Regions from separate parts of the Sus scrofa genome. Here region 2 is linked to region 1. The links are chromatin contacts, called in public Hi-C maps. All regions are on one chromosome and are shown on one strand. Each heading gives the region's core, a stretch centred on a gene start, on an enhancer-like site or on the middle of the called end of the contact. The rest is flanking DNA. Distances are from core to core; before and after follow the strand shown. Region 1 overlaps WIZ (protein Wiz). Region 2 holds the start of ILVBL (acetolactate synthase-like protein).

The links. Hi-C and Micro-C count contacts between places; a contact is called where the count stands out from the background.
Region 2: a contact with region 1 is called in a Hi-C map of retroperitoneal adipose tissue, with 1.9 times the contacts expected there. The contact joins the promoter of ILVBL here to the enhancer-like site in region 1. A contact is called at or near these places in 1 of 5 promoter capture datasets (fetal skeletal muscle), 2 of 47 Hi-C or Micro-C datasets (alveolar macrophages and retroperitoneal adipose tissue) and 2 of 2 datasets of contacts at active chromatin or transcription factors (alveolar macrophages and skeletal muscle).

The regions. Positions count from the first base shown.
Region 1 is chr2:62,168,531-62,173,242 of Sscrofa11.1, forward strand. WIZ (protein Wiz) reads left to right here. Exons shown (of 9, transcript XM_021083626.1): 4 at 4,505-4,712. Among named protein-coding and RNA genes, the nearest start is that of AKAP8L, 14 kb to the right of the region's middle. Within about 2 kb of position 2,396, at least 71 of the 83 cell types and tissues checked have an H3K27ac peak or open chromatin away from gene starts, as enhancers often do. A contact at or near this core is called in alveolar macrophages, fetal skeletal muscle, retroperitoneal adipose tissue and 1 more, where this site is marked.
Region 2 is chr2:62,432,175-62,436,637 of Sscrofa11.1, forward strand. It overlaps ILVBL (acetolactate synthase-like protein), which reads left to right and starts at 3,194. Exons shown (of 16, transcript XM_003123453.5): 1 at 3,194-3,382; 2 at 3,935-4,079. The coding sequence starts at 3,945.

The sequences.
Region 1 (4,712 bases), core at 1,146-3,645:
TACTTTGTCCAGCCCCTCCCGTAATTGGGGGCTTGCTGTGTACTAAGGTTTCATCTCATACCTCAAAACAATTCCATGGAGCTAAGGATTATCGTGTTCCTATTTATGGATAAGAAAACTGTGGGTCATCTGCTTTGTCACAGCCACAAAACAGCAGAGCTAGACTTCTGGATGCCATGTTTGGTGGCTTCTTGGTGGAGGATGGCTTGAGAAATCCAGAAGTAATTTTTTTGTGAAGGAGCCTGGCTGGGGATGGACACTGTGGAGGGAATGGAAAAGTGAAGGACCCCATCTTACAAAGCCTGACTTTGTGTTTACTGAACCTCAAAGCAGAAAACTCAGCAGTAAGGAGAAGGTGGGCTCTGAGGGATGGAGAAGATGCCTGAACAGGGGGAACTGTCTAGGAGCTGCTTGGGGCTCATGCTTCCTTCTCTGTTTCTCCTATCTGGAGTTTCCAGGGTCCTACCTAGATCTGTACTCAGAGCTCTGCTGGATTCATCCACAGGTCTCCTTTCCAGTGAGGGGGCACTTGAGGGTCTGCAAAGGGAAGAATGGGGCTATCAAAACCCCCTCTCCTCCTTACACCAGAAGGAGACTGAGGCACAGAGGATGGTAGTTGGTTGAGGTCACACTTTCAGAAGAGGCAGAGTTGGGATGTGACTTCAGGCTTCTTGCCTCTGTGAAGGCTCTCCCCTGAGCATTCAATTCACGTAGGTTTGTGGTTTCTCAATAGTGGGTGGAAGGTGGCACTTGCTCTGAAGATGGCTGGGGGGCATAGGAAGCAATTCGTAGACTCCAGCCCTACCCCCTTCTTTCTGTCACTGTAGCAGAGGCCTGAACGTCAGGCTTAGACCCTTTACCTGGCACCTGGGCCAGGCATCCCAGGGATGGCAGCATGCATCTAGTAGCCAGGTTCAGCTCTAGCTAAGCTGTTTCCACCAGAAAACCAATGTACCAGCCCTCAGTTAGTGCTGAGGGAGCTGGTCAAATCATTGGGGCATAAGGAGTTAGCCTGGTACAGCACTGGCCCTGTCCTTGAGGGGAAGCTCTGATCAATCTTTCAGTGAACACCTTGAGGATGAGGGTGTAAAGGAGTGGTTGAGAAGTTCCTGGAAGCCTTGCCTTGAGGAAAGATGTCCTAGATTAGGGCTACGTCTGGGCACCAACCCTGCATGGCTATCTTTAGAAATCTCTCCCACCCCTAAGTGGGCAGTAGGAAGTAGATGCCAGGTTGGGGGCGGCAACTGTCAGAAGCTGGCCCCACCCAGCTGTCAAGTAACAACTAGGGTCAATAGGTTTAGTACTGGGGAGGGAGAAGCGGGTTGTGCTTGAAATGTGCCAGCCTGGGTTGGAGTAGGATTGAGGGACAGCGCCATGGGGGGACAGCTGGATACCAGGGTCGTGTTGGGGGATCCTCCTGGTTGGCGATCAGATGTCTTCCAGGATTCCCGACCCGGAGGGGAGAGACTTCCAAGGAAGGGAAAGGAACAAGGTCCCGGGGCAGGTCCTAGTTCCGCCCGTCGGGCTCCAGGAGCCTGGATACTGTTAAGGCGGATGCGTGTGGCCGGAGGATTCCCATTGTAGTCTTAGGGATGTCCGGAGTTGGGAGAGAGTGTCCCGGCTCGCCGAGGCACGGGGTGGGGCTGCAGTCGTGGGCCGCTCGGAGTCCTGTGTGCATGCGTCCACTAGCTCCTCGCTAGTCCGGCGCGGAAGGACAAGGGTTTCGTTCTCTGTGCTCGGCGATCGGCTGGCTGTCCTGGGCGCGCCCCGAGGGGCGGGGCGGAGTGGAGCGGCCTCTGTGGCGGCGGCGCTCGGCGCTCGGCTGCTCCCGCCTGGGGCGGCCGCCCCGCGTGCGCCGGAGCCAAGATGGCCGCCTCCACCGCCCAGTGCAGAGTGACAAAAGCGGAGAGCAAGGCGGCGGCGGGGCCGCGCGCGGGGGGCGCCCGGGAGCGCGCGCCCGCGGGGGCGCCCCCGCCTGGCCCCCCGAGCCCGGGCCCCGCGGCTCTCCCCGCGCCGCCGCCGCCGCCCCCACCCCCGCCGCCGCCGCCGCCGCCGCGGGACGGGCCCAAGGCCGAGCCGGAGCCGGGGCCCGGGCCCGCGCCCGCGCCGGGTAAGAGCCCGCGCCGAGGAGGGTGCGGGGAGGGCAAAGCCGTCATCCCGCCCGCCCCCTGCTACCGCCGCCGCCCCCGACGCCCGCCGTCCAGTCTCCGGGACTTCCCCTCCCCCCAGGCCCTCTGGTCGCGGGGACCCTGGGCCTCCTGTCGCGGCTTGAAGGGTCCCGGGCTTCAGAAACACTTTCCGCCGCTGCCCCTCGGGATCCTCACCCCATCTGACAGATGCCCCTTAAACCCCTTGGAGCCCCTGGATCGTCTCTCACCACAGTTCTTCCGGCGCGGAAACCCACCTCAAGTCACTTCAGCCCTGACACGGTCCCTCCCCATTTGACAGACGCGCCTACTCTACCCAAACACTTTGACAAAGTCCTTGGTGTCCCGAGCCCCGGTAGGCCCCCCCTTACTTGCTTTCTCCTTGCCTCTGTAGGACTCAGACTGAACCGGGGATCCGCCTGGCCCCCAACTCATAACACCGAGCACCTCCAAGGCGCCATCTGACACAGTTCCCTCATTCTCAGATCTCTCTCCATGCTCTGGGGCTCAACAGGCCTCTCAGGCCCCTTTCTCTGAGCAATTAGACCATGAAAACTCACTTTTGACTCTCTGTCCGCCTATACACCTCACCCAGAGAAGCTTCCTGGCCTAAAGGATGCCTCAGAAACTTCTTATAAAGTTCTGTAATTCACATTTTCATTGTCACCAGTCAGATCCCTGTCAGTCCAGGTTCCCAGTTCTTACCTTACTCCACCTAGGGCTTAGCTCCTGATAAGTTGTCTGCAGCCCCAGCCCCAGCTGTCTTGTCTGGTAGAGGTTCCCTACAAGTCCCATTGGAGCCTCCTTCCTGTCCTGGGCTCCCCGCTTCTGCACTGCCTGTCTGGCCTCTGACCCTGGCCTTGTCTTACTGAATTCCCCTTCTGACTGCCACCTACCCGCCCCCAAGACTGACAGATGCTCCTCTCCACAAGTTCTGCCCAGAGAGATATTTTCTCTGAGACCTGCTAAGATGGAAGTCTTGGTTCAGACTAGCACTGCGTCCCCTGACCTGTCTGTGTTCTGGTAGGTGGAAACTGTTCCTAGTCTCTGCTGTCAGTTGGCACCCTCGACATCTCTGCGTCATATTGGTGCTCGGGGTTATGGATGGAGCCTCAGCTTTCATGGGGTGAGCTGCACCCCAAAGTGAGAGCAGGCACCAAGAAGGAGGAAGAAGGCTCCCATCACCACCACCACTTCACCGCTACCCTTAGTCCTTACAAGGGTAGAGACCTTGCGCCTTGCCTGGGCTGAGCCTGTCTTCCTAACCTCACAGGCCTGGGTTCTGAGGAAAACACAATGGTGGCCATGGACTTGGGCTCTCCCTCGCTCCCCAAGAAGAGCCTGCCTGTCCCTGGGGCCCTGGAGCAGGTGGCCAATCGGCTGAGCAGCAGAGTGGCTGCAGAGGTTCCTCATGGCAGTAAGCAGGAACTGCCAGACCTCAGGGGTGAGTGGCACAGGTGGCATGGGTGCTGGCCAGGCTGGTTACACTCACAGGGAACTCTTGGGCCTGGGAGTCAATGTTTTGCTCCAGGTTGGCCACAGCTTTCTCTCTGGCATGCAAAGCACCAAGGAGACACCCAGCTTTCTTCACTCTTGAGCTTTTCCTGTCCCAGGCATACATAGCCTTGAGCCTTGGTCAAGGGAGGGGCATCCAGAGAAGCAGTAGTCATGGTCATCAAGCGCTCACACCCAGACTCAGTTCATTTGCTGACTTTGATTCTTGATAGCTGTGTGATCTTCTACATGAAACTGCCTTGTCTATTCATTGATTCTCAGGTCATTACTGAGTAGTGATAGGCATTGTGCTGGACCCTAGGGATGTGAGAGATGCAAAACAGACCTGGCCCTTGTCCTTGGGACCATTGAAGTTGGGGAAGCAGATAGGCAGTGATAAGGGCTCTGCAGAAGACAGTGTAGACAGGGCACAACAGAGACAGTGGCTCGCACCTCCAACCTAGTGTTTGGGGTGTGAGTTAAGCTGCAGAGGGTGGCTAGGCCTTAGCTCTTTGAAGTGTGTGTGTGACAGGTTAGTGTCTGTGAAAACCCATGCCAGGACACCCTGGTACGTTAGAGATCCAAAGGCATTCCACTGACTGGACCACAGAACAGAAGTGTTCTGCCTCCTGCTCTGTGTCCTTGGGCACAACTCTTCCTTTTTCTGAGCCTCAGTTTCCTTTTTACAAACTAGACAGGCCAATTCCCACCTCATTAGGGTCATTTTATGAGTGGGAGGGGTTGACGGAAGCAAAACACTCGCAGGGAGTCTGGGTGAGGGGGTGCCCAGAGGAGGATAGGTGGGAGAGCAGAGCCTGTGCGGCCTCACAGCTGGCTCTATTGGCCTCCGTTTTACCCTCCAGCCCAGAGCCTGACCACCTGCGAGGTCTGCGGTGCCTGCTTTGAAACACGCAAGGGCCTGTCCAGCCACGCGCGCTCCCACCTGCGGCAGCTGGGGGTGGCTGAGTCGGAAAGCAGCGGTGCCCCCATCGACCTCCTCTACGAGCTCGTGAAGCAGAAGGGCCTGCCTGACACACCCCTTGGGCTGCCCCCAGGCCTGACTAAGAAGTC
Region 2 (4,463 bases), core at 1,944-4,443, 260 kb after region 1:
AACTAGGCTGCCTTAATCCTTCTTTGTGAAAATGAAATTTGTTGTGTGCCTGTTTGTTTGCTGCAGGGCAAGTTTTTCATTCTCTTTTCCAAGGGAAGTGCTGTCAAAATTAAAGAAAGAGTGAGTCCTGGAGAGTTTTCGTTGTGGAGCAGCAGAAACAAATCTGACTAGGGACCATGAGGTTGTGGGTTCGATCCCTGGCCTCGCTCAGTGGGTGAAGGATCTGGCGTTGTCGTGACCTGTGGTGTAGGGTTGCAAATGTGGCTCCGATATGGTGTTGCTGTGGCTGTGGTGTAGGCTGGCACCTGTAGCCCTGATTGGATCCCTAGCCTGGGAACCTCTATATGCCACAGGTGCAGCCCAAAAAGAAAAAAAAAAAAAATAGTGAGTCAGCAAAATGATGAATGAAAAGTTGTGCTATCACATCCATAAGGATGGCTAGTGTTAAAAAAACAGAAAAACAAACAACCCCCCCCCCAGAAAATCACAAGTGTTGGCGAGGATATAGAGAAATTGGAACCATTGCACACTGTTGATAGAATTGTAAAATGGTGCATTTGCTACCATTTTTTATTTTAGTTTACTTTAGTTTCTACACAAGGGCCACACTTATGGCATGTGGAAGTTTCCAGGCGAGGGCTCAAATTGGAGCTGCAGCTGCTGACCTACACCACAGCCACAGCAATGCAAGATCTGAGCTGCGTCTGTGACATACACCACAGCTCACAGCAATACTGGACCTTAACCCACTGAGTGAAGTCAGGGATTGAATCCGCATCCTCATGGATATTAATTGGGTTTGTTGTCTCTGAGTCACAATGGGAACTCCTCTGCTACTATTTTAAAATGGTATGGTGATTCCTCAAAAGATTGAAAATTAAAGTCAGAATTGCTGTATGATCTAGAAATTTGACTTCTGTGTATATAACCAGAAGAATCAAAAGCAAGGTCTTCGGTATTTGTATACTCATGTTCAAAGCAGCATTATTTGCAATAGTTAAAAGGTAGAACATTTAACAGATGAATGGATCATCAAAATGTGGTGTATTTACACAATGGAATATTATCCAATCTCAAAAAGGAAGGACATTCTTTTTTTAAAATTTATTTTATGGCTGCCCCCACAGCATATGGAAGTTCCCAGGCCAGGAATTGAATCTGAGCTGCAGCTTCGACCTATACTGCAGCAGTGGCAGCATTGGATCTTTTAATCCACTGCGGGGCTGGGATTTGAACCCACACATCTGCAGTGACCTGAGCTTCTACAGTTGGATTCTTAACTCACTGCACCATGGCAGGAACTCTAGGATATTCTGACATCTGCTAAAATATAGAAGAATCTCGAGGACATTACATTATGCTAAATGAAATGTCTGACACACAAAAAGACAAATATTGTATGATTCTGCTTATATGAATTAACTAGAGTGGTCAGATTCATAGAGACAGAAAGTAGAATGGTGGTTGCCAGGGACTGGGTGGAAGGAGGCATGGTGAGTTGCTGTTTAATGGCTGTGAAGTTTCAGTTTCACAAGATGAAAAAGATCAATCTGGAGAGGTATGGTGGTGATGGTTGCACAACAATGTGAATGTACATAATGCTATTGGTAAATTTCACTGTATGTGTATTTTGCTACAATTAAAATTTAAAAAGTTAATGTTATGAGAGGCACTCAGTATTAGCAAGAGGAGTTATTTGTCTTGTAAATATCTTGGTGCTGAAAAGATGTGAAGACATCTTCTTAGACAGGTTGAACCAGAAGGACTGGTGCCTCTCAGGGTCATACACCAACCATATGCTCCTTCTCACGTGTAGCATCTTCTCCAAGAACACAGCCTAGTGAGTCACCATCCAGCATCCACAGCATCCAGTTCAAACTGTCTTCCAAGCCGGAATGGGGTTTTTTATGGCTGGTGACCCACAGACTTGGGGAGAAACGTCCAATCCACATGAAAAATAATTTTTTTTTTGGTCTTTTGTCCTTTTAGGGCTGCATCAGCCGCATATGGAGGTTCCCAGGCTAGGGGTCTAAACGGAGCTATAGCTGACAGCCTACGCCAGAGCCACATCAACGCCAGATCTGAGCTGCTTCTGTGATCTATGCCACAGCTCACTGCAACGCTGGATCCTTAACCTATTGCGCGAGGCCAGGGATCGAACCCACAACCTCAGGGTTCCTAGTCGGATTCGTTTCCGCTGCTCCACGACAGGAACTCCCAAAATAAATGTTAAAGTCATAACAGACAATAAACTTCAAAGGATGCATGGGAAACACACACGGAAGTTCGCGGATTTAGCAATTTAAATATGTTGTGAATATTCCTGCCCTCTCTGGCGGTAAGGTCTTGATCTATGGTCTTCCGTGGTCCTTGGCCATGACCTCACTGGCTCCTCACTGGCTTCTGTTCTCCATCACCACTTCTGAAGCTTTCTCGTTTCATTTACACTTGGTATGATTGTCCATAGGGGCTTTGTAATAGCCCCAAACTGGAGAAACAGAAATGTTTCTCAATAGGAGAGGGTGAGGAGTTCCCATCGTGGTTCAGTGGTTAACGGATCCGACTAGGAACCATGAGATTGAAGGTTCGATCCCTGGCCTCGCTCAGTGGGTTAAGGATCCAGTGTTGCCGTGAACTGTGGTGTAGGTTGCAGACGCGGCTCGGATCTGGAGTTGCTGTGGCTCTCGCGTAGGCCGGTGGCTACAGCTCCGATTCAACCCCTAGCCTGGGAACCTCCATATGCCGCGGGAGCGGCCCAAGAAATGGCAAAAAGACAAAAAAAGACAAAAAAAAAAAAAAAAGGAGAGGGTGGGGACCTGGCCTCTTCCATGGCAGTATTGCGGTAGGATGGGAGGTGGAGTCTGGTATTAGATCGAGAGGGCGAGGTTTGTTGGGGGTGAGGTCCCGAAAGATGTGGACTCTGGCAAAGGGACCGTGACTGTTCAGACCGTGACTGTTCAGGCTCCGCCTACGAGAAGAGGTGTTCAGCGCCGCGGTTGCGGAAAGCCGCCTGGGTTCAGAGCGCAGGGAATCTGCGGAGGCCCGCAACAATCCGCCAAATGAAGGGCTGGCTCTTGGAAGCAGCAAAGGGGCGCGGCCTTTTGTAAAAGGCCTGCAGTGAGAGTCAATGAGAAGCGAGAGAGGGCGGAACCTGTGCAGAGGCAGCCAGTAAGAGGGAGGGCTCTTATGGGAGGTGCCTGTGTACCGGAACATGGCTACCGGTCAGTTCCGCCCACGCGCTTCGAGTTGGACTACCGGGCGCCCTGATCCAAGTGGGCGAAAGGGGCAAGGTCATAGGTTCCGGGTCCAGCCTCTTCAGGCTGCGCGCCCCGTCACGTGACACGAAGGGCGCCTAATTACACCGGAGTCGGCGGATTTTCGTGTAGGTGAAGGTTAAAGTGCCCCGTGGGTCGGAGAAGCATCCCGGTGCGTCCAGACCTCGCTGCCTGGGGTTGGGGGTTAGGCTCGGGCCTGGGCGCTTGCTAGCGGAGAGGGGCCTGGCTTGAAGACAGTGTCGCGCACGCTAACTTGGGGGGCGTAGATGTAGGATGGGCTCATCTCCAGGGCTGAGAGTCTTGGTCCTTGATGGCAAAGAGAGGCGGAACTTCCCGCTGATCCATTGAGGAGCAAGTAAATGGGAAAATAACTCTTTTGAGGCATTGTCGCCGCTTTGACCTGTGATGGCACAGTTTAGGTGGTCATGGTGAGGTATGCGGGGAGGCGGGGGGTGGCGGGGGCGGTGCTGGTGTTGCAAGAGGCTTGGCCTGATCCCCGAGGGGCTTGGCCTGGTCCGGAGCCTAGCGGTGTAAGGGGCGTGGTCGCTCAGAAACTCGCGACAAGGAGCGTGGTTCGGAATCTGAGCTGGGAGTGGGGGAATGCCTTCTGAGGTCGCGGTTGTCGCGCCAATGTCCTAGCGCTCTCCTTTCTTTCTTAGGTGCTACCATATGGAGACCCCCGCGGCCGCCGCCCCTGCTGGGGGCTTCTTCCCCTCTTTCCTGTTCCTGGCCTTCGGGACGCTAGTGGCCGCCTTGCTGGGCGCTGCTTATCGCCTGGGGCTCTTCTATCAGCTAACGCATAAGGTTTGGGGGAATACGGGGGTGGCGGCCGGGGGCAAGTAAAGAAGGAGTGGACTTCCAGCGCTCTTTCCAGCTAACTCATTTTACAGACGAGGAAAGTGAGGCCCGACTAATCAGAGGAACTGGTCGGGAGAGTTTTTCCAGGGTTCCGTCGCCACTGCCCCGAGCTGCTTGCGGAGCTCTGGACTTTGCCTCAGGGAAGAGATCACCTGGAAGCCACAGCTGCCCGGGGCATTCAGTACCCCGCCAACCTCCTACATCTGGGGCCTGGGGCCCGTTTTACAGAGCAGTACCCTAACAGGGTGGGGTCAGAGTGCTGAACACAGGCTCCAGAGGAGGAGGCTGTGACAATTTTGTGACAGTTGCTGAGCTCAATGCTTTAGAGGG